4 separate regions of the Sus scrofa genome follow, and regions 2, 3 and 4 are each linked to region 1. The links are chromatin contacts, called in public Hi-C and HiChIP or PLAC-seq maps. All regions are on one chromosome and are shown on one strand. Each heading gives the region's core, a stretch centred on a gene start, on an enhancer-like site or on the middle of the called end of the contact. The rest is flanking DNA. Distances are from core to core; before and after follow the strand shown.

Region 1 (7,884 bases), core at 3,273-5,772:
AAGGGGGCAGGGGAGGGAGCGACTGGGAGTCTGGCATGAGCAGGTGCAAATTATTACGTATAGAAAAGATAAATGGCGAGGTCTTGGCGTATATAACACAGGGAACTATATTCAATATATTATACTTAAAAAACCACAGTGGAAAAGAAAATGAAAAAGAATGTGTGTGTGTGTGTATATACATAACACACACACATCTACACCTACATACACATAGAGAGAGAGAGATCTGTATTGCTTTGCTACATACCAGAAATATAACATTGTAAATCAACTACATTTCAAGAAAAAATAAATGAAGTTTTAGAAAATGAGGACAAAACGGGGTAACAGACAGGGTATAAATGAGTCAATCTGTCTGTGTTCCAGTATAAGTTAATTTCATAGACACTGAACTTTGAATTACATTTAATTTTTATGTGTCCTGAACTAGTCTTCTTTTGTTTTTTTCCAGCTATTTAAAAATGTAAAAACTACTCTTGGCTTGGAGGTCACACCCAGACAGACAGCAGCCAGGTCTGGCCTGCAAGCTACAGTCTGTCTGCCTCAGGGTACAGATCCAGGAATCAGAAACACCTGGCTCGAGTCCTGATGCCCCTGATTATCATTCTTGTAACCTTGATTAAGTCACTGAATTCCATCCTCGAAGAGCGTAATAGCCTTTCCCTTAGCTACCTGGAAGGCTGTGAGGATGAGATGAAAGTCACATACTTTAGAATGCGTGGCATGCAGCGAACAGAACGGCTGCTTTGAATGACCGAGCTCTGTCTGACGCTCCAGGAGTAGTAGTAACACCAAGGCCAGGGTGCTGATCCGTGGCTCTGGGTCATGGAGCCTGGGCAGAGGGGCAACGAAGACATAAGCCCACAAGCCCCTCACTCACTCAGGTCTCGGATGGAGCAGGAAGAGGACAGGAAGATGCCTACCGCACACAAAGCCATGGGCAGGCGAAGGACGTTCTGGGGAGTAAAGAGCAACTCCAAGCCAAAGGTTCATTGTCTTTGGCCTCATCTGACCTGGGGCTACTGCCAAACCAAGAATTTCTTTGAGGGAATGTTCTAGACCAGGACAGGCCTGCTGCCGAGAGGCTGTACTGTAACTCAGTTCCCTGGATCATCATTCTAAACAAACATTCATCATCCACTAAAGCTCCTCTGGCCACCCTGAGCCCGTGTCTATGGTGCCAACAGTGGACAAAGCCAGAAATATTACCCTGCACGCAGAAGAGTCTTCACACTTCGCCACTGTTAAGGAACTGGAACCCTGCCACCAAGCTCTCTGGGGGCGAGCCTAGAGTTGACAGCTCCAGATTTTCAGGTCTGGCACAAGATGAAGCCCAAGAAAGCACCAAAGAATAAAGCAAATCGTTCCCAGGAGGAAACACCATTTTGCTCACGTGGCACAGGGCTGCAGACCTCGCCGGGGGAGCTGAGCTGAGCTGAGCAGACCCTTCCCAATCAGCAGTACGACTGCCATGGCCAGGAGTCCTTAGAAAAGTAGAGATTTTTCCTCCAAGTAAATATTCAGCTTCTCCTTCTTCCCTGAGACCCCGCATCTCCCTGCTACACACAGAAGTGTTGTCACTAAACCTATCTCAGGGTCCGACCCCTCGTGCCCATGTTTGCAGTGAGCAGGAGAGGAGTGACATCTCCTGCCCGCTCCCGGCTGCCACCAGTATCGAGAGCCTCGGCCTCCTCGTTGCCTTCCATCCCCACCTCCCCCGGCACATCATCGCCGCCTGCCTTGCAAAGAACAGAGAGGGAACCATGGTGATTGAGCATCTCTTAGCCACTGGAGGCCCTTCTTCTCAAAGAGGCTCACCAGGGTTCCTGCTGTGGCTCGGCGGTTTCAAACCCGACTAGTACCCATGAGGATGCAGGTTCCATCCCTGGCCTCGTTCAGTGGGTTAAGGATCCGGCGTTGCCGTGAGCTGGGGTGCAGGTCACAGACGTGGCTTGAATCCCAAGTTGCTGTGGCTGTGGAGTAGGCCAGAGGCTACAGCTCCAAGTGGACCCCTAGCCTGGGAACCTCCATATGCCATGGGTGCAGCCCTAAAAAGACAAGTAAATAAATAAGTAAAAGAGGCTCACAGAAAAGCCTGGCTGGGCCAAAGGCGTTCCTCTTGGGAGGAGGGTAGCTTAATGAAAGGGGCATGGGCTCAAATCTCAGCCCTGCCTCTGTTATGTGGCCACTCACTGTAATTCTGGTACAACGGTTTTCACCCAGATAACATATAATACAGTCATTGCCTCCCCTAAGAGATGGAAAGTTAAACACATCATTTCAAAATTGCTTCAGCAATATAGTATTCTCTTTAAGCCAAAGGAACGTTAAATAATTGTCATCAACCCATCTCTTCGTGACCCTGAATTGTTGGCTATTATATCCTGTACATATTATAATCATATGCCCTCTGTTTGAAAGATCATTGCAAAATAGAACCCCGGATTATTTATCATCGTAAGACCCCAAGTTGCTGATATAAAAGGAATATTTTGATGATAAATCCCTAGACAAATGAATGGAGCAGAACCTCTGACATTGCTAATGTCTTTAGATTTACAAATAAGCACCTGAAATACAAAAGGATTGGAAGTGGAAGACATGAGTGCAGCCTGTAGACAACAAATGCCCTTCAGGACATGAGGTAGGGACCTAGAATGGCATGTATTTCAGCCATTTCTAAGAGTTGCTGAGAGTGGAAAATTCAGCCCCCCCGGGCCTGCGCAAACCCGGTCATGATCATGCCACCAACTGCCTTCCTGCTGAATACCAGTGGGCGCCGTCTGCGTGCAGAGGGACTGGCAACGCAGAGATGCACGAAAGGCATTGCTCTTGTTTCTAAGCTTTGCTCCTTGGAAAATTAAGCGAGAGGGGCTACCACCTCCGTCTTGCGTACAGCCTGCGTCTCAGGACACGGTGGACTCTGATTGGAATCATGTTCTAAATGGCTGGTTTCCTGTAAGTTAGAGACTTGGAGGAAATACTTTTTTTTTTTTCTTTTTTTTTTTTAATTCAAGGTATTTTGAAAACCTGTTTCCTAGAGAGGTCTGCCAAAAGACTAAGGGGATCCAGGGGCCCTAAAGGAGCCGTGCAGGCCCCCTGCTGCTCTGCTGCTCTCACCCAGCTCTGCTTTCTCTCTCGGAGCCCACGGCCCCACAGGGGAGCAACTTTCATCTCAGATACATCGAGTTTTACTCCACCCTTTTAATCAGAGAGATGAGTAAGGCTGGAATTCAGAAACACCTCTTCTATGCTGCTTATCAACGTTCTTAAAGGCTGAATTTAACATTCTTAAAGCCTGTCAGACAGCAATTGTATGTTATATATAAAACAGATAACCAACAAGGGCCAACGGCATAGCACAGGGAATTATACTCAGTATTTTGTAATAACCTATAAGGGAAAAGAATGCAAAATAAAAGAATACACACACACACACAACTAATACAACCTTATAAATTGACTATACTTCAATTAAATATATATATTTTAAAAAGAGAAAGTACTTGTATGTTGTTCAAAGAGATCTAAGTTCTGCAGGCTAAGTCAGAAAAACCTCGTGCCAAAGAGTAGACACGTGCCCTAAGTTGCCACATAATATGGCTTAAAATCTGAGATCTGTAGTCAAAATACAAAACTGTTTTCCGCAGGGACCCACACTCGCTGCATGGCACTAGACACGTCACTGACTTTTCTGGGCCTCAGTCTCCTCTACTGTAAAAGGGCAGCAAAAGGCCCACTTCATAGCCTGAAAAGGATTAAATGCAACCACATATGCATATCCCAGAGCTCAGACATGGGTGGACATTCAGTAAATATTGCTCTCACTTCCAGTTGGAGCTCCTTGAAAAATTAAGGCTGGAAGAAGAAGTGTATCTGTCAAACAACTTTTAACACAGCATTGTCTGCGAATAAATTAAGGTGGATATATCATATATCAGATACAGTGTTTATCACATAAAAGACATCACTGATGATAAAATATCACTAAAAAAGTGCTGCTACTCATCTGCTGCCATTGACTGTACCAAGCATCACAATTTTAGAAATCTTAAAATATTTGCCATTTTCATAAAATCAATGAAATGCACGAAGTGTCTAAGATTCCAGAAAAGCTTGGAGATCCAACAGAAGCAAGAACCAGGAAACAAAGAATCCCATATTTCGCTTCTGCAGCTTAATCTCTTTTATCTTGAGGGGAACAAAAATCGTAAAGTTCAGGCCAAACAAACAATTGCTCAACTGAGAATTCCTTCAAGTTCCAGTTTACCCAGTTTACAGCAGTAACGAGATAGGTAGAAACAGCCTCGGAGGGAAGAGGCCAGCGGAAGAATCTGGAAGGTGTTACCACCTTCTTTAAAAAAAAAAAAAAAATAGTTCATTTCCGTCTCAGTGTTTTGATGTTTGAGTTTCAACATTTAAAGCGTGTCGTTCTAAGCCTGTAGGCAGACTACAGGGTAGTGCTGAGGCTCGGCAGACACGCGGAGTATTCCTGACCACGGCGTTAGGTAACCTAGAGCGACCTTTAGTGGTGGCTCCCTGAAATTACAACCAGGCGTCCCAGAGGGGAGGACGAGGGCTCAGCCAGCATGACTAAGCAAAATTCTCCTAGGTCACAGCGGGAGTGATGCCTCCTCCAGGCTCTTGCCTGACCGAGGTTTTGAAGAGGTCTCTGGAGGTGGGGCTAGAAGTGGTGGTAGCTCTCATCACTGCCGTCTTAATACGTGTGGCATCTCCTGCATATCCTTTATTTCATTAACAGAATCGAGAAATGTGGAAAAGGCCCTAGGGATTATCTAATCCAGTTCTCTTATTTGTAGATTATAAAAGTGTGATTCAACTATTCTAGGCCAAAGTCAGACGGCTAGACAGGGGCAGATCCAGGCCTTGAACCAGGCCTCCTAACGCCAAGTGCATTGTTCTCTCAACGGAATTACTTTGCTGTTCATGAGTATTGGCTATGTGTATGTTTCCGCATTTATTGAGCACTTAATACGTGATGAAGTGCATTGAACGCATATTTACAGCTCTGTTAGAAAGTTTGAGATGAATTGGGGATTGGCATATAAAAAAACAGTCAGTGAAAACTACTAACACTTATATAGCTCTGACACCCTGTGAGGTAGGAACCGTCACTCGCATTTCACAGTTGAAGAAACGGAGGCACAGAAAGTCTCTGATAATCACTATCTCCCTCCAAACCCCTTAAAAGTTACATAGAAAAGAGAATGCACTCCTAACATAGCACACGGCTTAGCCACATGCGACAGTAACACGGGCTCAAGAATATAAACCACAGCTTTCGGACATGGTCGGACTTGGAAGACACCAGGGGAAGCATATGTAGAGAATGGGGCCCGTAAGAAAACGAGACCACCGCTTTCTACAGGAGACACCCATGGACATAGAGAACTGGAAAATTATGACAAAAATGACAGTATAAACAGAGACGTTACCAGGGGTGCAAATCCAGGTGAAAACAAGGAAAGGGAGCTGCAGAGGTTGGAGGGCAGATCAAGGGAGGCGGACTGGATACTCTGCCGCTTTCCCCTGTAAGGCTTCTACCCGAGACTCTAAGACACAGGCATTGACACTGTGACAAGATATAAAAGCAAACCCTGAGACGAAGACGTATAAAGGCAATTCACGAAAAGGAATGCTTGCAAATTTGTGTGTAAAAGGACAACAATGACGCACGAGCACTGAAAGAGGACGCTTTCCAGAGTGACCTTCTTATGCCATTTGCCAAAGACGTAAGAGGTCAACCAGAGCGTGCATGCTCCAGTTAAGGCCTTGCGTCTTTATTTAAAAGGCTGGCAAATAAATGCACATTTATACACTTTAAGTTGAAATAAAGTACTAGGCCGATGTACATATTGCTTCTTACTATTCTCCTCTTCGAGCTTTTACATTAACCAGCCAGCATCCCAGCTACATTGGTGGAGCATTAGTGGATGCTGTGGTGAGGCACCCAGACCCCCTCTTCAGAACTGAGGCGCCCCAGCCCACCCCCTGGTCGCAGCTGGTGGGAGTGTTGGCAGCTGGCGGCTCTCGGCTAAGTCATTCCCCAGGGACTGGGTAACACCTAGCCCAAGGTCGCCAACCCTTTTCCAATTGTGGTCAACATGGTGGTAAAAAGACTTGGCCGTCTCGACACGAGATGGAACCACTCTGACGTGACACCCAGCTCCAGACCCCGGACCACGTCACAGCCTCCCTGTCCCGCCTCCCCCCTCCCCAGGCGTCGGCCTCACACTGGTGATTCTCCCCGGCAACCTTCTCACACGCAGATCCCCACAGAGTGAGACACGGAGCGGAGCGTCCTTCCGGGGAGCGTGACACCAGACGGTCAAATAAGAGGCCTTTTCCTTTCTACTAGATATGTCACTATCACTATTTTGACTGAAGACATTTTTAAAAACAAAGGCCCTTGATTCTTTTACTTTTTTTTTTTTTTTTTTTTTTTTTTTTTTTTTTTTTGCAGCATATGGAAGTTCTCAGGCTAGGAGCAAATTGGATCTGCAGCTGTCAACCTCCACCACAGCTCATGGCAACGCCGGGTCCTTAACCCACGGCGTGGGGCCAGGGATCGAACCCACATGCTCACGGATCCTAGCGGGGTTCGTTACCGCTGCGCCACGACGGGAGCTCTGGGTGTTACTGTCTTTGCTTTAACCTCCCTTTGCAGACAGTTCAAAACGGACACACCATGGGCCTTGAACTTTCATGTTAATAATAAAATTTATCTTCAAGACAGTATCTGAATGTTACATACAAAGCGAGGTGGAACAAGAGCAACTGGAGGGAGAGGACATGCGCAATGAACAAGCGCGTGACTAAGACGGCAGTTTTTTCTTCCCTAGCGGATCCAAACGGACAGTCATCGCTGTAAAAACGAGAATTTAACGAAGCCGTGAAAAGCGCTGCGGGAGCTGAGCGGGAAGGCGGCGGGTTGGCCCCGAGCCCGGCCGGCGGGAGGGAAGTGGAGACGGAGGGGCGGCGGCCCAGCGCGGCCGCGACCATCTCCTGCTCCCCCGACTCCGCATCAGCCAGCCTCTCAACACGGCGTTTGGCAGGTGGAAAGGGAAGGGAAGTCCTTTCAGACAGACGTGCCGGCTAAGAGGAAAGGCGCAGGGGGGAAGGGGTGGCGGCAGCGTTTGCGGGGAAAGCGACCAGCCGGGCTTGACTAGAGCACCGGATGTGCCCAAAGCAGGAGTGACCTCCAGGCTGGAGGCGGGGACTTGTCTGGAAACATCTTCTTGTTCTGTTGCATCCTCTAAACCAGACACCCTCGCGTAACGACAGCTAATGGCAGCCTCATCGGGGGAGCCTTGACCAAGACCAAGATCATCACACTCTCGGGATGAGTCAGAAGCCAGGCTGGTGGCCGCCCTTGGGCTCCAGACCAGGTGGGCCGCACGAGGCCCTCCCCTCTACAGAGGCATTTGCTTTTCCACTGACCCGCTACAGGCGTCCCGGTCAAACTTCTTTGGAGTTCCCTGGCGGCACAGCAGGTGAAGGACCTGGCATTGTCACGGCCACGGCCTCGGGCTCAGTCCCTGGTCTGCACCCCAAGGGCAAGACCAAAACAAAGAAAAACTCCTCTTCCAGAGGTATTTTGAATATATGATTGCATTGTCATTAAAAAAAATAGATAAAGGAGTTCCTGTCGTGGCTCAGTGGAAACGAATCTGACTACTTTCCCGGGGACGCAGGTTTGATCCCTGGCCTCACTCAGTGTGTTAACAGTCCGGCTTGCTGTGAGCTGCAGTGTAGATCAAAGAGGTGGCTCAGATCCTGTGTGGCTGTGGCTGTGGGTGCAGGCTGGCGGCTATGGCTCCCATTCGACCCCTAGCCTGGGAACCTCCATATGCCACGGGT
Region 2 (7,884 bases), core at 2,385-4,884, 240 kb before region 1:
GCCCTGGCTATTCGAAATCGCTGGAGCATGAGCAACCGAGCAGAGAGATGGTGAACTGGGCGAGTGTTTTCGCCTTCGCTAGCAGTCCGTGCATACCTGTACCAATCAGAGAAATAAAATGGTACTTTGGAAGGGCCTGAAACTAGCCACTCATAAAGAAATCTTTGATAAATCTATTCTTTTTTTTTCCAAGCATCTCTATTGCCATCCTTCTTCCAGAGGGTTTCTATCTGAAGGCTCCCTGTTTTATTTGATGGCACATTTACAGGTACTTATAACAATAAACTTCAATTGACCTCGGACAGTTGGTGACATTTATAAATCTTATACAAAAATTCCTAGGGCAGTTTTACCTTGAAATTTTGACTCTTTTGTTTAATATCTTTTAGGAAGTACATTCATTTAAGGAAGCATTAGTTGAAGAAGTGGTTATTGCTGTATACATTTCCCTCCAAATTACTCAGGACGATAAACAGCCAGCACCCCCTTGCAGGCAGATAGGTTCACTAGGCATTTCCTTTATTGCTGGAGTTTCTGCTTTCACCTGCATGTCAAGCATCCTTACTGTATGTCATGGTAGGGACTTCCTAAAAAGGAGGAAATGAAACCAGCAACTGAAATAATGAAAGTTGGAAAAGTACTGGTTTTTCTCCTATGTAGTTGAGTCAGGGTCTTAGCTTTTCAGATGGATCAAACTTCTTTTTTTTTTTTTTTTTTTTGGTCTTTTTAGGGCTCCACCCACGGCATAAGGAAGTTCTCGGGCTAGGGATCAAATTGGAGCTGTAGCTGCCGGCCTACACCACAGCCACAGCAACACCAGATCTGAGCCGCGTCTGCAACCTACACCACAGCTCACAGCAACGTCGGATCCTTAACCCACTGAGCAAGGCCAGGGATCGAACCGGCATCCTCACGGATAATAGTCTGGTTCATTACTACTGAGCTACAGTGGGAACTCGTAGACTCTTAAGCATACCTTAAACCTTTGGGAGAGGTGTAATACCTGACTTTTGTATTTTAAATTTATTATTGAGTTTCCAAATGGAAGCTTCTTCCCTTACAGAAATTCACACTAGACAGTTAAAACTAATATAATTCTAATAAATATAAGTCATATAATCTGATTTTAAATTCCTTGCTATTTTTTAAAATGTTACTTCAGAAGCAGAGATAAAAGCTGTGTTTTCTTTTTCAAGATATCTGCAAGGAAGATCAATGGCCAGCAGATTTCTCTGAAGCACATACATCCTATAACAGCAATTTTCTTGGTTTCGTTTGGATGCTGTGAAATAATATCTTTTATCACCAGTGAATATAAAAAGAATACACCTGGTTTAAGTATAAGAATTGAGTCACTGCTACTTCAAAAGAAGTCAGAGATTTTTGGAGAACGCAAGAGATTCAGCAAAAGGTGGCCTTTTAAAAATTGTTATTTTGAATGAGAAAGAGCAAGTTTAAAATAAGCAAAATGAGCAAGAGAGAAAGAACTTTTTGACATCTGAGTGAGCAAAACAACCTCAGATGTCTTTGCTTAGTGTGTTTTCACAGTTCAAGGTCAAATGTCCATCCAAATGAATTCTATTTCTTAGTCGTATTTGTAAACTGTGTTTTGCTAAAAAATGAATTTAATATTTTGAGTATTGTGGCTAAAACATACAAAATTAAATAGTAAGGAAGGTTATTACAATCATCTGATAAAGGGACAATTATTTTCAAAATGCCAAAATAAATAAGTGGAAAAATATAAGTACACCAGGACAACTAAATACGCACATTAAAGCACATCCATTCAACATATTACGCAGTAATCGAACTCTTCATAGAGAGTGTGCAGTAAGGCAAAAATACTTGTGATATACTAGATAGGCTACAAATTGTATGCACAAAATGACTAGAATTATGTGACTCCTCTGTCATATTATTCCTATGTAAAAGAAAACCAGCAGTTATTTAAACGGTGCTTTCCGAAAGATTTTAACAGTGGATGCCTTTGAGAGTATTTTTGAGATACTTGTTTTTCCCTTTTTTTAATTTTTGAAATTGTGTAATTGAGTTTTGAGAGTAATAAACATGTCTTGTTTGGCGGTGGGGAGAAGTACAATCTGCCGTCCTCTTCCACAAATACTATTTTCACTGTCAGGTTTGTGTTCCTGAGAGTTCTAACAATTGGCTGAGACGCCCTCCATTTATATTCAGAGGACTTTGTTAGTCCTGAGCTCACCTGGCGGTCTCTGTTAACAGCAGGAGACTATAAAATAAAACAAAAGCAACCATGAGCAGCTAAAGGGTATCACAGAGGTCACACACTAAAACTGACAGAGCGACGAATCCCGCACACACAAGTTCAGGTGTTCTGCTCCCGTCCCGATTCGCAGCTATCTCCTGGTGTCTTATCGATAACTTCTGTACACACACACACACAGACACACAGACACACACACACACACACACACACACACAGCGATTTGACTTGCAAGCCCTCAGTGGATTAGAGACCGGTCTCAAGAGGGAAGCAGGTGGAACAGCTTCTGACAGCTGGCAACAAAGCGAGCAACAGAAAGCCATAAGAAGAAAATTCAAGAGAAAAACCTTTAAATGTCCAGTTGACCCAGAGATTGAGCAGAGAGGCAAACATGTTAACGTCCTCCTGAGGGACCCAGTCATCACTGCATAATTGTAGGAGAAAATAATTTTAACCATCATTAGCACTGAGCAATAGAGGGAAGCAAAGATATCATCAGAATACACTCTTCAATAAAGAGAATGAACTGCATTATTTAATATGACTTCCACATAAAACAATTACGGTAAAAAATATCCTTGTGCTTCAAGAGATAAACTGTCGACTACATTGAATGACTCATCCCCAGATGCTTCAGGATAATTTATTTTTATCGTAATCATTTAACCTTTTGCTCACTTTTCTCATCACTTGAGAACACTTTCTTCTGGGTCAGTGTTAGCCGAGTATTAAGATAATTACGTTGACAGTTCTTCTGTAGACAAAATACCGTACAGACAAAAGGTAACTGCAGGTAAAGACAAGAATATGACTAAATTGTCCCATCCTTGCTTTCAATGGATGTGCATCCCAGTCCACTGTGGTCTTAAGACCAGCAACTCAGTGGATTATTCTTGTGTGGCTAGATCTTTGGTGCCTTGACCCAACTAGCTGCTTGCAAAGAGCAGATGGTAGTTAGACTCACTCTGGTTGCAAGACCTCAGCCTTTAAAAGATGAAGTCGGTGGATCTAGGATGTGGGAGATGATAACAACACTGACACAGTGCTGACCCAGAAGCCCCCAGTTCTCTATCGTCGCAGAAGAGAGGATATTCCTTAAAAGGAAGAACAAGCACACCCTTAAGTAAGCATCTAGTCGGGTGTAAAGGGCTTGGGCGACACTTGTCTGTTTGATCACATGCTCCTCTTCCTACTTTCATTCTCCAGTTCACGTGCTCAAGAGTTTCTACTGCGAAAGTTTCGCTTTTGCTCATATTAATCCCCTCTTTCCCCATTTCTCTCAAAATTTCCATTTCCCTAATAATCTAGTCTAAAGGTTGCTTGGCTTCGTCCCCGCCCTGCACAGCCCTTGGCTGCAGCCCAAGGCTGGTGGGTGGAAGGCTGTTAGTCAGAACAGTCTGGTCAGCGTGACTGGGCTGATCCTCAGAGGCAGAGGCAGAGACAGGCTCCAGCTGCAGGACCAGCGGAGAGGGTTCCCTCCCTCCTCCTCCCAGGATAAGGGGTCACGGACGTCTCTTTCCAGTCTCTGCCTTTGGCCCTCCCGTCACAGCCCACTTCGGCTTCCCTAGGCTTTCGGCCTTCCAGATGGAACACAGAAAGCCCAGGGGACCCACCATTAGCACCTGGAAGCTCTCTCCACAGAATTTACATCTTTAAAAAGAGTCTCAGCTAAATCAAAATCCTCTAGATCCTCTTCCATCCAGTGTCACGTCCCACTCAATTGCTCACTTTCCACTGAATTTCTGTCTCGTGATTTTCACTCTCATTTCTCTTGGAGCCAAAGTCAGCGACACTTAGCTAGTGTGGAGGACGCTGATGCGCTTCCATCAACTGCTTTTTGTTTTCAACTCAGCTCCCCTTGTTTGGATTTCTGTTTTCCATTCCCGTGTCCTCTTATCTCTAAGCGCTTGCTCTCTGACCTTGTTCTAATTCCTAATTCCGCCTCCTCCTCTCCTGGTTTCTCTCCATGCTCTTCTTGACTCTTTCCCGGTCACTTTCTCTGCCTGGTTCCCTCCCACTGTCATCCATTCCCCTTCTTCATCTTAATTCTTTCTCTTATTATTTTTGGCTCACTTCCTTTATCTTTTCTGTCCTCCATGTCCTATTTGTCTTTCTTCCCCTCTTCCAATAAACTGAACCCAGTGAGAAAAAAGGACATTTCCTGCCCGTGAAATTTTGCCATTCCACTTTAACAAAAATAAGCACTGCTAGTAGAATTGCTTCACATTAATGAAAAATAAATATTTGCAGAAAGATAAGAAGCAGGACACAAAGTACTTATTTGCTGTGGTGGAAGTTAAAATTTGAAATTGTGAACTCAAAAGGAGACATTTCTTTTAACGGAAGAACCAGAGTGGGCCAACTCCATGTTAATATGCCCAGGGCTCTTACCAATTCTGTGCCATTCAGTAATTTCGTCTAATGTTGGATAATTTATTACTTCTTTGTATAAGTTTTGTTTTTTAAAATCATTAAACAGCTTCCTCAGCTGAATGCATCCATTTTTAGAAAAAAAATTTAAACACAAAAGGATATACCATGAAAGTTATTTTCCCATCTACTTGAAGGCCAGGTCATTGTTCAGGACGCAACCACAGTTTAGGATACACAAGAACTCTCCGGAGTTCCCGTCGTGGCTCAGTGGTTAACGAATCCGACTAGGAACCATGAGGTTGCGGGTTCGGTCCCTACCCTTGCTCAGTGGGTTAAGGATCCGGCGTTGCCGTGAGCTGTGGTGTAGGTTGCAGACGCGGCTCGGATCCCGCGTTGCTGCGGCTCTGGCGTAGGCCGGTGGCTACAGCTCCGATTGGACCCCTAGCCTGGGAACCTCCATATGCCGCGGGAGCGGCCCAAAGAAATAGCAAAAAGACAAAAAAACAAAAAAAAAAACAAAAAAAAAGAAATCTCCATTCGTAAATAATAATGTGTCTATGTGTGTATATACAACTATATTCTTATACATCTTTACTCCCCCATTTTTATACAAATGGAAGAATTCTGTTCATATGCTACCACACCTCACTTCATCCTCTTAATCATATATAATGGAGTGAATTCCAATAAGCACTCACACATCTGTTTCATTCTCTTCCACTGTTGCAAAGAACTTCATTTTATCAATATACCATAACTCAGCAGTTCTTAAACTTTTTAGCCTCTGGAACTTTTACATTCTTAAAATCTACTGAAGTGTTCAAAGATTTCTTCTTGTCTTTTTTTTTTTTTTTTTTTTTTTTTTGCTTTTTGTCTTTTTAGGGCCACACTTGCAGCATATGGAGGGTCCCAGGCTAGGGGTGTAATTGGAGCTACAGCTGCCGGTCCACGCCACAGCAACACCAGATCTGAGCCGCGTCTGTGACCTACACCACAGCTCACAGCAACACCCGATCCTTGACCCACTGAGCAACAAGGCCAGGGATCGAACCCACGACCTCATGGTTCCCAGTTGGAGTTGTTTCCGCTGCACCACAAGGGGAACTCCCAAAGATTTCTTCTTGTATCGATGTATCATACTTGTTATATACAGATGTCTGTATTATAAATTAATGTTGAGAAGAAATTAAAATATATGCTAATTAATTGTAAGCTCACTGCACAATAACTTCAATGTGTTTTATGAAAATTAACTATTTTCCTGAATTATTTCTTATTTTTTATTTTTTATTTTACTCTTTAGGGCTGCAGGTGCAGCATAGAGAAGTTCCCAAGCTAGGGATCGATTCGCAGCTACAGCTGCCAGTCTACGCCAGAGCCACAGCAACACCAGATCCGAGCCACGTCTGCGACCTACACCACAGCTCACGGCAATGCCTGATCTTTAACCCAATGAGTGGAGCCCGGGATCCAACCCAGGTCCTCATGGATACTAGCTGGGGTTGTTTTCCACTGGGCCAACACGGGAACTCCCTATTTTCCAGATTTAGTGCGAAAGAACGGCATTACTTTATAATTCTGCAGATCTCGCTGATGTTTGGCCTCATCGAAGATAAATGGATTCTCATATTTGCGTTTGCATTCAATCTGTTGTACAATGTTGTTTTGGTTGAAATATACAAAGAAAATCTGGCCTCCCACAGAGAGAGCTGGAAAAGGGAGGACCATTTTAAGTCTTTTCAGATCATCGTGAATATCCTCTTCTGGCTGCACTGAAACTCAGCAAAGGGGTGGTTTTCTTAAAAGCCAGTCACCATCTAGACTATGAAACCACATTCATAAATATGTTTGACTTTGCTGCAGTAAAATCCTCTGGTCTATCTCACACTTGGAATAGATCGTTTTTCTATGCATAATTTCCTAGCATCATGCATCCATCATTTTACAGATAGGATTCACTGTGTTATGCGGATCTCCCAAATGTTGACCTACTTCGTAATGTCCTGCCACAGCATAGCATTTATTCACATCACCACCAATCTCCCCAGAAAGTCTTTAAATGTGGAGACACTGTCAGGTTCTCAAGGGCTTTACAGAATTGAAAGCTCAAATTCTACCATTGGCAAGAAATGTGGTCTATTGTGTTCCTTGAATAAATTCACTTCCCTCATTTTCAAGAAAGTATCTGCCAAATACCCAATTCTGAATAACAACAGTTTGCAATCAATTTTTCAAGTAAAAATGTTCCGTTATAGTTCAATTTGCAACTCAAACATTTGCATAAGTACTTTTCCTTGAGATAACCCCCAAACTTCTGCATATGCACCAAAACTTTTTTGCTTCCCGTTTTGTCACACAGAAAAAAAGACAAGTACTCAGGCTCGAGGTTTAATAGAATGGCTCATTTGCACGGCTTCGTCAAGGACATTCTTAAGTCAAGCTGGCTTTTATTTTTATTCTTTTGCTTAACGGGCATGCAAGGTGCTAAGGCATAGAACGACAACCAGCCTAGCGGGCTGCCATTGCCTTGATCCCTGCGAAGGCACGAGCAGTTTTACCCACCATTGCTTTGGCACTCTCAGGGCAAACATCAAAACGATGAAAAGATAAATAATGTCTTCGTATTATTTAGATAACAGATTTAATCTCACAGTCAAGCCCAGGGGTCTACGGCTATTGTGACTTATTTAGCAATCCCATCGTGTTGGACGCAGAGATTTTTTCCAGTCCTACGCTCATACAAACTTTGGCACAATGAATATCTCACATCAGTAATCTTTAATATTCAGATCGTAAAATGATGAAAGCTTCAAGAGTGTTAACGAGCTAGAAATCCTTTATTTTCTGTCTCTCTTATCATGACCACCAAAGTATCTACTGAAAGCAACTATGAGACCCTGTCAAAATAAAAGAATGTATACAGGTATGTGTGACTGGGTCACCTTGCTGTGCTGTAGAAAATTGACAGAACACTGTCCATCAGCCATAATGGCAAAAATAAAAATCATTATTAAAACAAAGATCAATCAGCTTCTCTTTGTTAAAATGGCACCTTGTGTAACCTAAGATGCCAGTTTGACCTGCATTCTGAGACTCGTGGTCTGAAAAAGGTTTTACTCTATATACTCTACATAGAAGGAAAAAATACAGGAATTTAAATAGCATTGTGCTACAATCTTCGTTCTTTTGGTTCTTTGGAAATTTTCAGATAGAGTAGAAAATGGGAACTGACTTAGAAGGTTTGTTTATTGGGTAATAACTAGATTAGT
Region 3 (7,884 bases), core at 1,966-4,465, 220 kb before region 1:
AAATGTACCAAAGCCCCGTCAGTGAGGGCAGCGCCTCACCTCCCTCCTCAGCCTCTCCCCGAACTGTTAGCCTGTTCTGGGCTTTCCCCCCTTTTCTCTTTCCTGTCCAGTCTCCAAATTCTTGCTGTCTTCACAACGCTGCCCCCGCCCCCAATCAGGTATCTCCGTATTTTCCCATTTAAAAAATACATTTCCAGGCCTTTGCTTACATACATCAATTTAGCCTGTATTCTCCTAGCCACACCTCACTCCAATGAGCAGAGTTAAAAGCTCAACATTCTTTCGTCTGCGTAGAGAAACGGGACTGGAAAAGAGAGAAGGGGAAAAGTGGAGGGATTACGAGCACCGTTGATGGAATACAGCTTCCTTTGATCTCTGTCACACATATAGAAAGTCAGTACAAAGACTCTGGAAGAGAGTGGGTGCGTGTACATGTATAAATGAACCACTGCTGCACAGAAGAAACTATCACAACGTTGTAAATCAACCATACTTCCTTCAAACTTTAAAAAGTGGGGAAAAAATTGAAGTTCCAATAGAAAATGTATAAAATATATGAACATACACCATATGGAAGCTGAAATGTAAAAAACAAATGGATGTAGAAAAAAAATCAACTCTACTAGCAAATATTAGTAAATGAAAACATATCACGATTTAACCTAGCAAAGATTAAAAATTACAATAGCCAATGCTGATGGAGGTATAGTGAGATTGGCATTCTTTAATAATGCTAGTAGAAATACAGACTGAACAATCCTTTTGAAATGAAACTAGGCAGTATATATTGTGAAATTTTAAAAGTTTCTAACTTTTGCCATTTCTAGGAATAATTATGAAGAAATAATCAGAGACATATACACAGATCTACATATAAGTATGTTCATTGTTTATTTTAGCATGGACTATAGTGACAAAAGTTAAAAACAACCAGAATGTCCAAAACTGGCTTGTTGGTAAAAATAATTTAATTATAGGGATACACCCAAATGTTACTCATAAAATAAAGATTTCAAAAGTCTGTGAAATGACATGGTAAATGTTCATGCAACAATGCAAAGTTAAAGCTTACTGAGCAGTACATATTTGGCATAATCTCAGTTATATGATACAAATGTATGGATTAGTAGGAAGAAAATACACTAAAATGTTAACTGTGGTTATCTCCGGCTCTGGAAATTTTTGTTTCCTTCTGACCTTCCCCGAATTTTCCAAATTACCCATAATGAGGAAGAATGAGAGAGTATCACGTCCATAGAAGAACAGTTTTTTAAGAACCGAGAAAAGACATCCAACTTCTACAGTAAGTAATCAAATGCAATCCTTACCTGTTGTTAATTGATATTTCAAACTCATGGATGAAATGTAAAGACGAAATCCCGTATCCCTGGGACTTTGAGATTCGAGAATGATAATCAGGTCCCAAGTAACTTGAAAAAGTTGGAGAGAACTGGAGAGAGATGTGGGGAGAGAGGACTACAGCATATAATGTGAGTTGTGTAGTTTCAGGAAAACTTTCATTTTTTGCTCTAAATGATAAAGAAGGCCATGACTTATTAGAAGCCATTAAAGGTGAATCATTCACATTTTCCCATTTGACACAATAGTTTTTTTTTTTTTCTTTTCAGGACCACCCTCGGCATATGGAAGTTCCCAGGGTCGAACCAGAGCTGTAGCTGCCAGATCCCAGCCTTGTCTGTGACCTACACCACAGCTCAGGGCAACGCCGGATCTTTAACCCACTGAGCGATGCCGAGGATCAAACCTGCATCCTCAAGAATACTGGTTGGATTCATTTCCACTGTGCCACGACGGGGCCTCTAACAACAGGTTTTCTTAAAAAGCATTTTCTCAAGACCACCTCCACAATTTTATCAACAATCTGCCTTTGATATTTTTGGGTTTATTTTATCATTACCCTTTTATTTTATTTTTTTCTTGCATGACCTTGGACAAATCATTGTTGGTCACCTGATGCTAAGCAGAGGATGTGAGACTGACCAGATACAGCTGCTTTACACAAGCCTTCCGGACACATCAATGCCACCTTTCCTGGCACTTCGTCTTCAAGCTGAAAGCTCATGCTGGAGAACCGACTTGGTTAATCTTTTAAGACCAGAGCTTAACGAAATCATCCGCTCTTCCACCCCTGCCATCCATCCTGCAAACACATGGTCAGCAGTCACGTGGAGGAGTCAGGTAAGAAGATGAAAACAAGTAGCAATAAATCCATCTTCACTGTTAGAAAACGGTCTTAGAGGCAGCCTGTCCTTAGAAAGTCCTGCTGCCAGTATCTTTATGGATAATATACACATATTTCTTCTGGCCATTAAATACATCCCTATGGCTGGGATGGAAGAAAAAAAAAAAAAAGCCCCAACTTCTCAGGGGATCCTTGGGTTTTCCTATAGTATTCTGATTTTAGGGTGTTTCTTAGAGCTGAACACTCCTCCAGCAGCCAACATGCCTCTAGGGAACTCCCAGAGCCAAAGGTGAGTTAAGAATTCCTCTTGGGAAACAGTTTCTACTGTTATCGAATCTCAAGCCCACTCCATTCCAGGGCAGCCACGGTCCTCTTTGCTCAAACAGGGTGCTATCAGGACAACCACCACATAAGGCAACTCAAAGCATGCGGGTGACTATACTTTTCGGTATTCACTTTACACAAAACACTTTCGTTATAAAGTAGAATGCATTTCTTTACAAGGGCACGAAATGTGTATGGACGAATAAGAAATCCTTACTGAGAAACCCTGCTCGGGGAGCCCTCACACGGCTATCGGCCAAATTCAGAGCATCGTCAACATCCCCAGAAGCCCCCCATGCAGACTTGCTCAGCACAACCCTCTCCCGAGTTCATTTTTTTCACGCGCTCCCTCTTCAGCCCCTGCAGGGATCCTTGGCCAGGATTTTATCAGCACTGGAGAAGTGTTAGAGAAACTTTCCAAAAATAGTCCTTACTGTACGGCCCATGACACTTTTTTGGCATTTAACAAAAAAGGCTGCTACTATTTTTAAAAAATTTCTCTATTGATCATAGGAAACGACTGTTTCCAGGACATAAAAGGCACATATATATTCTGGAGAATAGATTGCTTTAGCAGTTCAAAAAATTTCAACTTGCTTTTTTATGATTATTTCTAAACGGATCTTTTAAGCAATTTGCATTTCCCCTTTCAATTCTATGTTTATGTCATTCAGCTGTTGGGTTCTCGGTATTTGTCCTATCAACTTCCGTGTGTGTGTGTGTGTGTGTGTGTGTGTGTGTGTGTGTGTGTGTGGGTGGGTGGGTGGGTGTGTGTGTGGGTGCGGGTGGGTGTGCGTGCCACATTTGTATGAAAACGAATGTTAACTCTGTCGCCATATATATAACAGATATTTTTCCCAACCTGCTGTTTAAGAAGGTACAGAATTCTTAATTTTGTTTGTGAGATCAATTATTTTAAACTTTGCCTTCATGACTTTTTCCAACAACTTTCAAACAATTTGAACAGACATTTCAAAACACACACAAAAGTAAAGGGAATATTTTAATGAGTCCAAGACACTCATTACCCAGCACAATAACTGTCAACATTCTGCCATTTTTGTTTCATCTATTACCTCCCATCTCCTCATTGTTCTTTTGCTGAAGTCTTTGAAAGTAAATCTCAGACATAATATCAAGTCGCAGGTAAGTGCTTCAGAATATACCTCTAACCGATAAGAGCTTTTCAAATAACCACCAACGATCCCATCACCATTTTTCATAATTCCTCAATATCTAATATCAAATCAGGCTCAGTTTTTTTTTTATTAAAAAAAGTCATTTCAGAATTGGATTTTTGAATCAGGACTTTATTATGTGTGTATGTGTGTGTTTAAACATTCAAATCTTAAATCACTCTGGAATTCACTTCGGTATGCAAGGGAATGTGCTGTAGGGCTCATGTGCTGTATTTGGCTGCTATGTCACTGAGGCTTCCCCTCCCTTTTAGATTCCATGCCATGTATTTGTTGAAGAAACTGGGTCATCTATCTTAAGGAAGACCTCACTTTCTTCATTGGGATGACTATATTCTTTTTCTTTACATTTTTAAATGATTTTTATTTTTTCCATTATAGTTGGTTTACTCTAATGTAAATTATAGTGTTCTGTCAATTTCTACTGCACGGCAAAGTGGCCCGGTCACACCTATATATGCTTTCTTTTTCTCAGATTATCCTCCGTCATGCTCCATCACGAGTGACTGGATAGAGTTCCCTGTGCTGTACAGCAGGATCTCATTGCTTATCCGCTCCAGATGCAGCAGTTTGCATCTATTAACCCAGGCTCCCACTCCCTCCCCCTGCCTCGGCAACCGAGAGTCTGTTCTCCAGGGGTGACTACAGTCTTACGATGTCGTTTACCACCTTCCTCTCTCCCCTGAGTTTTCTACACAGTGGTAGTGGGTCTATGGATGTGATAAACGTCAGGCAGAACTGGGGGCAGAATACCTCGCGGGTGATGCTGTGAGCCTCCTTTTGTATCCTGTCACGGGACACACAATGTCCGAGTCCTCTCCCTTTTTCAGTGACGTTAAAATTAACCTCTGGTTGCAGGGATTGTCAGCCTGATCTCTTATTTATTTATTTATTTTTTAATTTTTTTGGCTGCATCTGTGGCATATGTAAGTTCTTGGGCCAGGGACTGAATCCAAGCCGCAGCTGTAACCTACACCACAGCTGCAGCAATGCCGGATCCTTAACCCACAGCGGGAACTCCAATCTGATCTATTCTTGATAAAATTCCTAAGCAACATTTGAGCTGACATTTTAAATAATCACTGACAATTGTTTTCTAGATCCACTAGTACACTAGGCTTCCAATACTTTTAAGCTTAGAAAGTTTTAATCTTTTATATCCGATCATTAAATATTTTCTCAGGACTTTATTATGTGTGTGTGTGGGTCTAAACATTCAAATCTTAAATCACTCTGGAATTCACTTCGCTATGCCAGGGAAATGAGGATTTAAACTGATGTCTTCTACAAAGGATGTGTTCCAAGAAGGTCTTTAGGCAAGTAGTCAAGACGAGATGGCCTTTATTACACGTGTACCTGGCAATGGAATCTCGGACTGGCTACAGTGCTTTCCTAAGGGGTCCCCAAATATCCAATAATTTTTCCAACACTCTCAGTGTCCTGGTTTTGGAATATTGGTTAGAGAGAGATTTAATTATTGGCAGAGGCAAAAACAGTAGGACAAAGACTAAGAGAATAGCTGAGAAGGTTGGGGTGCTGTTACATCCTCTTACTGTAAGTAGCACTTCTACACCAGAATGGAAAACTTCGACTTTTGTGAATTCTCAGGGTTTTGTTCAATCACTAAGTTTCTGAACTTTGAAAATGTCAGTTTTTCACTTCCACAAATCATCATTTTGCCATTTAGGGAAATAACCTTGAAAAATCCGTACACATGACATAATGACTCAAATTTAGGCAGAAATAGTTGTACTTCCTTCACTTCTTTAAGAAAAAGAACATGGTAAAATCTCTTTCTAGATGCTTGCACCTCCTGTCGTCTTCTTGAATTGGCAGAAATGAAACATTGGCAGGGTAAAAATTTAGGTCATTTTCTTAAATGATGTTGGGACTTGATTTTAATCAGGAATTAAAAAGTTGTAAGGCTTTTCTCAGGGATTTTTCCTTGACTACAAAAATGTTCCATTCAAACTAATGCAAGGCTAATTGTGCCAAAAATTTAATCACTTTATCTCTTTGTTCAAGAACCATCCATACTGCCCAACGGCTTGCAGAGTCAAGTTCAAATTCAAGTTCCTAGTTTTAAGTTCTCTCTTTATAGATCCCCTACCAACTAGCCACCCTTTCTCTTATCACTCATTCTTCAGAGTAACTCTTCAATATTTTCCCTCTAGGTTATTCTCTGAGCCTGCTGTGCTAATTAGCATATGCTAGTTCTATCATTTCTATTTCCCAGTACAGATTCTAGCCTTTTACAAAGAAAAAAACAAAAAACAAAAGGCTACACATATCAAATTTAAACTTATCTACAAGCACTTTCCTCATGGTGGCCTTTGTGGATCTCTTTGCTCTTTAAATATGCCTCGTTAGACACAGTATGGTATATAGTCTAGCAGGTAATTTTCTCTTCTGCTGTTTACAGTGTATTTATTGGGGTTGTCTCACTAGATTGTAAGAGCAAAAGTAGTATGCTACATAGGACTATTTTTAGATCTTATTAAAATAAAATTCCTATGAGTTTTTAAAAGGATCATTTTGACAATGTGCTTATCAATTCCACAAGTGGCATGACCCTCAGAGCGTGGCAGTTTTTAAAAAGTGGGCCCAATTGTCATGTTTTCCATTCCTATCTGGACCCTCTCCAAATGACTTTGAAGCCCCTCCCATCGAGATACAGAGTCCATTTCTCCAGCCTTTGAAGGCTTCTGGCCTTGGCCTTGTTTTGGCTAAGAGTATTCTAATACAGCGAAAATGACGGCATCCCTGTCTTGAGCTTGGGACTCAGGGGGCCTCTCTTGGTTTCTTTTGCATGCTTGGGACCCCTCTTCGGACCTGTGGACAAGCGCAGGCCAGCCTGGTGGGGGATGAGAAACCATGTGCAGCAGAGACTAGCCATCCCAGCTGAGGTTTTCTAGATCACCATTCCTCAGCTGACCCAGCAGCTGACCAAGACGCATGAATAAGCCTGGTCACGTCCAAAAGACCCACTGAGCTGAGCCCAGCCTAAATTCAGCCACACAGAATTAGAAACCAAATTGTTCTTTTAATCTACTGTTTCAGACGGCTTCACACATGGCAAACATGAATGAAAACAAAGGGTGAAAATTTTTCGATGGCAGAATCTTGATCCTAAAAGACTTCAGCATTCTAGAGCAATAAGCCATACTACTGAGATGAAATATAACTGAGTTAAGTACAAAGCTCTAAATTCAAGTTCCAAAAAATCAACTATGCGAATATAGGATAGCAGAGATAGGACAGCTGACCAACAATACTCAGAACACTTGGAGGCTTTGGTAGACAATGAGCACACGACTCAAGCTGTTTCCACTCTTACAAGAAAGCTCAAATGATTTTACGCTGTGTTAAATCTGTAAGACCCCACCGTGGGGTCTGTCCAGTGGATAATGACCATGATGCCGAAGGGCTCAGAAACCATCTCAGACAAGAAACAATGGAAAGTGCGTATCCAGCAGAAAGACTGAGCAGGTAGACTGGATAAGACAACTAACCAACTATTTGGAGAGCAATCACGTGGAACGAGACTAGACATGATTAGTGTTATCTCATTAAAAATAAGGACTCGTGAAGATAAGCTATGTGAAGGTGGATTTCAGGTCATCACAGGGAAGACGTTGAGTTAGAGAGGCTGCATGTGTATACTGTTTAAGGCGCAGACTACATAGTCAAAGCTGGGCCTTCCACTTGGCAGCTGTGAGATGATAGACGCTTGCTGGTTTCTCCCTCACCTGTAAAATGAAAATAATAACAGTAGCACCTGACAAGGTTGTGATAAAGATGAAATAGGATTTCTGAAGATAAAATGGGCAGCCCAGTGTAAGCACTCATAGTAAAAGCACTCAATAAATTTTATTTATTATTGTTAATACCAAGAGCTATTTAAAGATGACCTGAACTGCCTCAGGACGTGGAAAGCTCCCTCTAACTGGAACTATTCAGAGGAGGTTTGGCAGGCATTTGTAGGACAGGTTTACACATTAGATGAGAAGTTAGGTTAGATGACAGTTAAACTACTTGCCAATGCTAAGTCTTTCTATAACCCTTAAGACAGGATAACTTCTTCAGTATCTCCCAGAATACTTAGCATCATTGATCAATTGGTGTCTATCTACTATATTTAATGAACCTTTTTTTTCCTTT
Region 4 (7,884 bases), core at 2,463-4,962, 180 kb before region 1:
ACCTTCAATTGTCAGGGAAAGGAAGCTTCCTCTACAAAAGGGCAGACATGCAGCAGATGCAAAGCCCACCTCTGCGACACCAGGAACATATAACCCCCAAGAATAGTATTCAAGTAACACTCTCTTTCTGATCTTCGGTATTCTGAATGGGACAGTTCACTCTTCCCGAGTCTCTCCTCTATTAAATTTACCATCATAAACAAAATGACTTCTGAGTCATAAAAGCATACTTGATAGTTAAAGACAGATTGAAGTCGAATTAAGCTCTTGATGGAGAACAATCCATTTAGGCTCTGAATTTTAAAAAATATCCCTCCAAGAAATGCAGAGGAGGAGATACCACTGCTGGCTTGGAACCTGGTATTTTGGTGCTTCTTGTGCCAATCTAGTGTTTAGTTTCTCTGAGGCACCCTCCCTCTAATTCCTTATTCCAACATATGATTTGAATGGCTTTTCTTAAAGTCTTAGAGAAAGGTAAAAATGCAACTGAAATATGGCAACATAGCCATCAGAGTCTTCTTAATCTTCTACTTTTAACTCCAGGATTTACCCTTTATTTTAGTGTATGCATACAAACGGCAAAAAGAAAGAAAAAGCAAAGTCAACCCACCTTCATTTATCACTACATTTGGTCTATACCTGGATTCACTTTGACCTGGGATGATGAGAACAAAGGACTTTCTGTACCTAACCACCAAATCGCTGAGAGAGGAACAGAAAGCATGACAGAATTCACAGAGGAAGGAAGAGATGTTTTACCAATTTTTATCCAGGAGATTCCCTCTGCTCTTTGACTGAATCTGAACTCCAGTCTCTCTGAAATCTATTTGTTTTGGCTGAAATGTGGAATCTAGCTATGGTCGGTGTTAGTCTTAGCTAAGTAAGGGTTCAGCTTAATAGTAAACCTGTCGTGGATGGAAGGATTCACTTGCTTGGTTGCTTTGTAAAGGCACCATCCACACACTTGAAATGCAGCTCTGAATGGTGTCGAGTTAGTGAAAATCATGAGGCAGGAGCAGGTGTTTATCTGGGTCTGGAATCTAATGTCAGTCCGATGCACGTGCCCTGATGTGGAGGGTCTGAGAATCCCCACACACTCTGCCAGTGATTTCGATATGAAAATAGTCCACACTCAAAGCAGTTCAACCTGCAGCTATGCCCATTTGCTTCCGTCTCCTGAAGTATCTACAAATAAAAATGAAAATGATGGCTGACTTCACTTGGTGAGTCAGAAAGAGAAAGACAAATACTATATGATACCACTTACATCTGGAATCTAATATATGGCACAAATGAACCTATCTACAGAAAAGAAACAAACTCATGGACGTGGTTGCCAAGGGGGAGGAGGAGGGAGTGGGGTGGACTGGGAGTTTGGGGTTAGTAGATGCAAACTAATGCATTTGGAGTGGATAAGCAATGAGATGCTTCTGTAGAGCACAGGGAACTATATCTAATCACTTGCGATGAAACTTGATGGAAGATAATATGAGAAAAAGAATATATATATATTTATGTGTGTGTGTGTGTGTTTAACTGGGTCGCTTTACTGTATGGCAGAAATTGATAGAACATTGAAAATCAACTATAATAAATTTTTTAAAATAAAAATTACAAGAAGGAAGCTATAGCAATCAAGACAGTGTGATACTGGCAAAAGAGTAGGAAAAAAAGAATAGGGAGTCCAGAAACAGATCCACATAAATACACTCGGCTGGTCTCTGACCAAGGAGCAAAGGGCCAACACAATGGAGCAAAGAGAGTCTTTCCAGCAAATGGCGCTGCAACAACAGGACACCCACCTGGGGAAAAGAAAGTGACTCTAGGCACAGACCTAACACCCTTCAGAAAAATTAACTCAAATGGACCTAAATGTGAAATGCCAAACTACAACATTCCTAGAAGATAATATAGAAGAACACTTTGGATATGCTGATGACATTTAATTTTTGTTATTTTATTTTATTTTATTTTAATGGCTACACCCATGGCATACGGAATTCCTGGGCCAGGGACTGAATCTTAGCTGTGACAATGTGGGAATGTGGGACCCTTTAACCCACTGTGTGTGACAGGGGATCAAACCTGCACCTCCACAGCGACCCAAGCCACTGCAGTCAGATTCTGAACCCACTCTGCCACAGAGGGAACTCTGACGACTTTTTAGACATAGCACAAAAGGAACCATCAATGAGAGAAGTAATTGATAAGCTAGACTTCATTAAAATTAAAAACTTCTGTTCTGCAAAAGATCATGTCAAGGGAATGAGAAGTCAAGCCACAGACCAGGAGAATACATTTGCAAAGAACATATCTGACAAAGGATTCTAACCTAAGAAATACAAAGAATGCTTACAAATCAACAATAAGAAAACAACCAGTTTAAAAAATGGGCCAAACATCTTAACAGAAAAGTCACCAAAAAAGACATACAGTTGGCAAAAAGATGCTTCACATCATATGCCATTAGAGAAATGCAAAATAAAACAATGAAGAGGGAGTTCCCCTTGTGGGTCTGATCTCTGGCCTTGTTCCGTAGGCTAAGGATCCGGTGTTGCCGTGAGCTTCAGTGTAGGTTGCAGACATTGCTTGGATCAGTGTTGCTGTGGCTGTGGCATAGGTTGGCAGCTGTAGCTCCAATTCAACCCCTAACCTGGGCATTTCCATGTGCCACAGGTGTGGCCCTAAAAAATAAACAAATAATAATGAGATACCATTACACACTTATTAGAATGACCACAATGTCCAGAACACTGACAAATGCCAAATGCTGGTGAGGATGCGAAGCAGCAGGTATCCTCATTCATTGCTGGTGGAAATGGAAAATGGCACAACCCCTTTGGAAGACAGGCTGGCCGTTTCCTACGAAACTAAACACATCCTTACCATACAATCCAGCAATCATGCTTTTTGGTACCTACCCAAGGGGGCTGAACACTTATGCCCCCACAAACCTGGATGCGGATGTTAACAGCAGCTTTATGCATAACTGCCAAAACTTGGAAGTGACTAAGAGGTCTTTCAGTAGGTAAATGGATAAACTGTGCCACATCCAGACAACAGAATATCACGCAGTGCTAAAAGGAAAGGAGCTTTGAAGCCATGAAAGGACATGAAGGAAATTTAAATGCATCTTACTTACTAAGTGAAAGAAGCCAATCTGAAAAGGCTACAGGCTCTCCGATTCCAACTCGATGCTACTCTGGAAAAGGCAAAGCTACTGAGACAGTAAAAAGATCACTGGTTGCCAAGAAGTAAGGAAGGGGGTGAACAGGCAGACCACAGAGGATTTTCAGGGCGGTGAAAGCCCTCTGTGTGGTACCACATGTTGATGGATACACGATATCATGTTCTTATACACCAAGAATGAGCCCTTAGGTAAACTATGGACTTGGGCGATTATGACGTGTCAGCATAGGTTCATCAATTGCCTGCTTGTACAATCACTTTCTGCAAACATTTCTCATGGAGGAGCAGGGTGAATTTACGACAACTGGGCTTGTTTGAGACTATGCATAACTCCTCCCGCCAAGCCTGAGAATTAGAGGTCAGTGACCAAGCTGTTATGATGGAATTTCCTTCATAATAGGATAAAAAGCCAGAATCTGTTGTTTTTAGAAGATAGTGAGCTCTTGCTTTTCCTGCTTAATGGGGCCTTGGAGGTCAGGTCCAAGTAGACATCCCTGTGTTCGGAAAGATGGATTCTGCGGGAACAATGTCACATTCACAGGAGATGAAAAACTCCCTCTCCATGAAGGGAAAAGAGAATGAGCACTGACAGTGCTGGTTAGATAAACAAATTTTCACAACAGGCCTCAGAGACTTTGTGTGTGTGTGTGTGTGTGTGTGTGTGTGTGTGTCTCCACCCACGGCTTATCGGAGTTCCCAGGCCAGGGATTGAATCCAAGCTGCAGTTTTGACCTATGCTGCAACTGCAGCAATGCCAACGCCAGATCCTTTAACCCAAGGCACCAGGTTTGGGAAGGCACCCACACCTCCACAACAGGCTGAGCCACTGCAATCAGATTCTTAACCCATGTACCATAGTGGGAACCTCAAGAGAGAGCGCCTTGATCCAGTCACGTGAATGGGTCTGTGACTGCTTGCTGCCATCCCTGTGTGATTTTTTCCCCTTAATTTACTGAAAAAAAAACAAAAAACAAAAAAAAAACTTGGCTTCAAGTGTTGTTCTTACGTATGCAATATAGTTATGTAATTATAATTATTTAGTTCTAGGCCTGTATTTCAAACTTTTTTAAACCAAACAACCCCAAAGTCAATTCTTTGTCCCCCAAGAGCTTTTTCTGTTAAATATGAGTGATGCCCCACAGCACTGGTCACTGGCTATGACAGAGACGAGCACGCTTACTCAACTGGTACTCCTCTCCCCCCGGATATATGGACCGTCTTCCCCAGTCCCTTGAGATCGTGCTGGAGAAAGAAGCAAGCTTGGAGCAAACCTGAGCAGAGTCATAAATTGTGCTTGTTCCCCTTCTTCCTGCAGTGGCAGACCCTGAAGTGTCACGTTGAGGTGTTGGTGGCAAAGGCTGGTGGAGATATTGTGAGCCTGGGTGCCTGAGTGACTCTGTGGAGCAGAACCTCTGGCTACTCTGCACTGCCTGTGCTGTGTTGAGTTAAGCTAAATGGGGGGCTAATTTGTCGTCACAGCATCATGCAACCTATACTGATTAATATACTGGTAAACCCACTGAGATATATTTATGCCCAATAGGAGAGGAAAATCCTCTCATTAATACAGAAATGTATACATGCCTCATCAATGTTTCCAAGGAACATTCAGATAGTTGCTGCCTTGTGGATGTGATCTCTCTTCTTTCCTGTGCAAGTAACACAGATAAATGATGGAATTCATTAATTTATTCAGCAAGTTATTTTTGAGCAAGATACTTTCTGGATGCTGCGAATAGAACACTGAACAAAACAGAGGGCATTCCCCACTCTCATAGAGCTCAGACCCCATAGCTTTTAGGTTCTAGGGGAGAAATAAAGACATGTGAAACAGATAGTATTTGAGAAAGGTAATAGTTCTACTAGCAAAAATAAGCAGGGAAGGGATAAGGCACATCAAGGGTAAGGAAGAGTTGCCATATTCCCAGTATTTATGATGATGCCCAGAACCAAGTTACATCTTCAATGAATGAAAGCCAGCTCTTTGGCACGTAATACCTATATATATATATTTTTTTTTTTCCTTGTCTTTTTGTCTTTTCTAGGACTGCTCCCACGGCATATGGAGGTTCCCAGGCTAGGGGTCTAATTGGAGCTGTAGCCGGCCTACACCACAGCCACAGCAACACGGGATCTGAGCCGCGACTGAGATCTACACCATGGCTCACGGCAACACCAGATGCTTAACCGACTGAGCGAGGCCAGGGATTGAACCTGAAACCTCACGGTTCCTAGTCGGATTCGTTAACCACTGTGCCACGACGGGAACTCCCACCTATATTTTAATGAACCTTCAGCTTCCCTTCAGCTCATCTTGGCCAGCCCGGTACGTCTCTTTGTCTATGGCCTTGAGGACATATCCTATTTCTTCCATTGCCCAATGAAGTAGGAATGGCTGGTCCTAATCTGAAAAGAAGTAGATCGGCTTCCCTTAGAGATGCACCTTAAACTTCTCAGATCGCTCATTGCTTTTGTATTCCCAACTGGACTTCGTTGAAATTTGCCGAATATTGGTTTCATTTTCCCCTCACGAGCCCACTCTTGCCTCTCCGTACTTAGTGATGATATTTAAACTCCCGTGTTAACTCTCAATTCCTCCTCAAAGACTCATCTCATTCCCGGAATCAGAGATGTCACCTGAGGTCTGCTCCCCTACACTGTCTTTTGAGGGAAAGTTCCCACCCCAGCCTCAGTGTCTATGCCACTACATTGTATACAGCACAACCCCTTTGATTTCCCTCATCCTGCCGTCCAGGCTTTGGGTACCCAAGAAAACGATGAGCATTTGAGCTAAATAAGCTAAGCCTTTGGAGTTCCTGTCACGGCGCAGCGGAAATGAATCTGACTAGGGACCACGAGGTTGAGGGTTCGATCCTTGGCCTCGCTCAGTGGGTTAAGGATCCAGCGTTGCCACAAGCTTTGGCATAGGTTGCAGATGTGGCTCAAATCTGGTGTTGCTGTGGCTATGACACAGACTATCAGCTGCGGCTTTCATTTGACCCCTAGCCTGGGAATATCCATATGCTGCAGGTGCAAGTGTTTAAAAAAAAAAAAAAAAAGTTAAAGAACTTGCCCAGGTTCAGACAACAAATAAATGGTTACTTCAGAATATAGGTACCAATCTTCTGATTCCAAGTTCCGTGTTCCCAACTGCACTCACTTGATTTTCGCAACAAAAGACTTTAGCAAAGGCTAAGGAAAACTCGAGTTCAAATAAAGCAACAGAAACAATCTCCCCTCTTTCTTCAAGTTTCCCTTCCACCACTTGCAGGACTCACAGAAATTCTCCACATGATTCTAGGCTCTCATTTGCCACCTGAACAAGTAGTGGTAGGCTCTTTTTTATGAAGAATCTTGCTAATGGCAACAGCGCAGTCCCTCCCAGAGCGGTGATCCTGAAAAGAGGAGGTATGCCCCAAACCACACGAACATACTGACACACATTTACACGTATGTCAATACGAGTCAGAAACATAAGATAGCCATACCCTAAAAAGTTCACCCTGATTATATTCTGGGAGATGAGTGAGCTTCTTAAATCTTTTCTTATTGCCTTTTCCCTTTTCCAAACTGTATACAATGTACTACTTTGCAATTTTTAAAAAGTTAACGAATGACGGGAAGAGAGAAAATAGAGTCTCTGAAATTCCTTTTTCCCTTCACCTTCTCTATTCCACTGTCTCATAGGAGTATGCAAACCTGCTTCCCCAAACTCTTCTTGGGGTTGGGCCCAAATAAACTCCCTTCTCATTACTGTTGTAGTCATTCATTTAGGGCTGCTACACACTTCTGAAAACCTATAAATGCCCTGGCAATAGAAAGATAAATAGTGTTCTCTCTTTGTCCTCAAGAAATTTGCATCTGGGGTGCAAAACTAATGCATGGGCTTTCATTATACACCTAAGTATCACGACCTAAGAAGGAAGCAACCCCATTCTCCACTTCTCATCTCGAGAAACGTGTCTTCACGGCTCCATTTATCTTTAGCTTGAAAGAGGCTACCCCTGGCAGCGGCTACATCCTGGAAATGTGGCCCAAATCGCTCTAGAAACAGCAGGTAATATGTATGGAAAGAAACAGATAAAATCAGCAGTGGATGACTAGACTTACACTTTCGGCTTTAAGGAGGTGATCTTAGCATTTATTGTTCACACCTTTGAGATATTTTGAGAATGAAAAGAGGTGGCAGTAATGGTTACCCTGGGACAAAAGACATAAACCTTAAACCCTCCAAGAAAACTGGGACGTATGTTCACCTTCACAAGGGGTTAAGGAAGGGAGTCATGACTTTTTTCCCCCATGAGATGACTTCGCAGGAAATCTAGGGTATTCACGCAGATCTTTCTCGTTCGGCTTTGTGACAATGCTGAAATAATTTCCACGCGTGGGGTCCGCGCCGTTCCACATACGGACCGTCTCCTGACTTACGAGTTTCTGCCTCATTTACCCCCGGACATTTCCACCAGCTCCACTTCCCAGGAGCCTCGCCGTCTCCCACCTGCACCCTAGGACATTCTGCCCAGGAATTTGTTCCCCTAGGTCTTTTGTCTCTGCAGCTACTCTTCCAACAGGACAGCTGCTGGGCTTCCTTCTGCCTCCTTGGTGTGATGGCAGAGGCAGACCCAGCAGCACCGCAGCAGCAAAGGCAAAGGGCTCCCAGGAGCTCGCTGGTGGGTGAAGAGCCGCGGCTGGGGC

The links. Hi-C and Micro-C count contacts between places; a contact is called where the count stands out from the background. HiChIP or PLAC-seq counts read pairs in DNA pulled down with a chosen protein or histone mark.
Region 2: a contact with region 1 is called in an H3K27ac HiChIP or PLAC-seq map of alveolar macrophages. The contact joins two enhancer-like sites. A contact is called at or near these places in 2 of 47 Hi-C or Micro-C datasets (liver and skeletal muscle) and 1 of 2 datasets of contacts at active chromatin or transcription factors (alveolar macrophages).
Region 3: an H3K27ac HiChIP or PLAC-seq map of alveolar macrophages shows a contact between it and region 1. The contact joins two enhancer-like sites. A contact is called at or near these places in 1 of 47 Hi-C or Micro-C datasets (liver) and 1 of 2 datasets of contacts at active chromatin or transcription factors (alveolar macrophages).
Region 4: a contact with region 1 is called in a Hi-C map of liver, with 2.5 times the contacts expected there. The contact joins two enhancer-like sites. A contact is called at or near these places in 2 of 47 Hi-C or Micro-C datasets (epiblast stem cells and liver).

Annotation. Positions count from the first base shown.
Region 1 is chr8:136,236,064-136,243,947 of Sscrofa11.1, reverse strand. It overlaps a transcript of RASGEF1B not described here. Among named protein-coding and RNA genes, the nearest start is that of RASGEF1B, 320 kb to the left of the region's middle. Within about 2 kb of position 4,522, at least 12 of the 83 cell types and tissues checked have an H3K27ac peak or open chromatin away from gene starts, as enhancers often do. A contact at or near this core is called in alveolar macrophages and liver, where this site is marked.
Region 2 is chr8:136,477,026-136,484,909 of Sscrofa11.1, reverse strand. It overlaps a transcript of RASGEF1B not described here. Among named protein-coding and RNA genes, the nearest start is that of RASGEF1B, 75 kb to the left of the region's middle. Within about 2 kb of position 3,634, at least 49 of the 83 cell types and tissues checked have an H3K27ac peak or open chromatin away from gene starts, as enhancers often do. A contact at or near this core is called in alveolar macrophages and liver, where this site is marked.
Region 3 is chr8:136,457,567-136,465,450 of Sscrofa11.1, reverse strand. It overlaps a transcript of RASGEF1B not described here. Among named protein-coding and RNA genes, the nearest start is that of RASGEF1B, 95 kb to the left of the region's middle. Within about 2 kb of position 3,215, at least 3 of the 83 cell types and tissues checked have an H3K27ac peak or open chromatin away from gene starts, as enhancers often do. A contact at or near this core is called in alveolar macrophages, where this site is marked.
Region 4 is chr8:136,418,054-136,425,937 of Sscrofa11.1, reverse strand. It overlaps a transcript of RASGEF1B not described here. Among named protein-coding and RNA genes, the nearest start is that of RASGEF1B, 130 kb to the left of the region's middle. Within about 2 kb of position 3,712, at least 1 of the 83 cell types and tissues checked has an H3K27ac peak or open chromatin away from gene starts, as enhancers often do. A contact at or near this core is called in liver, where this site is marked.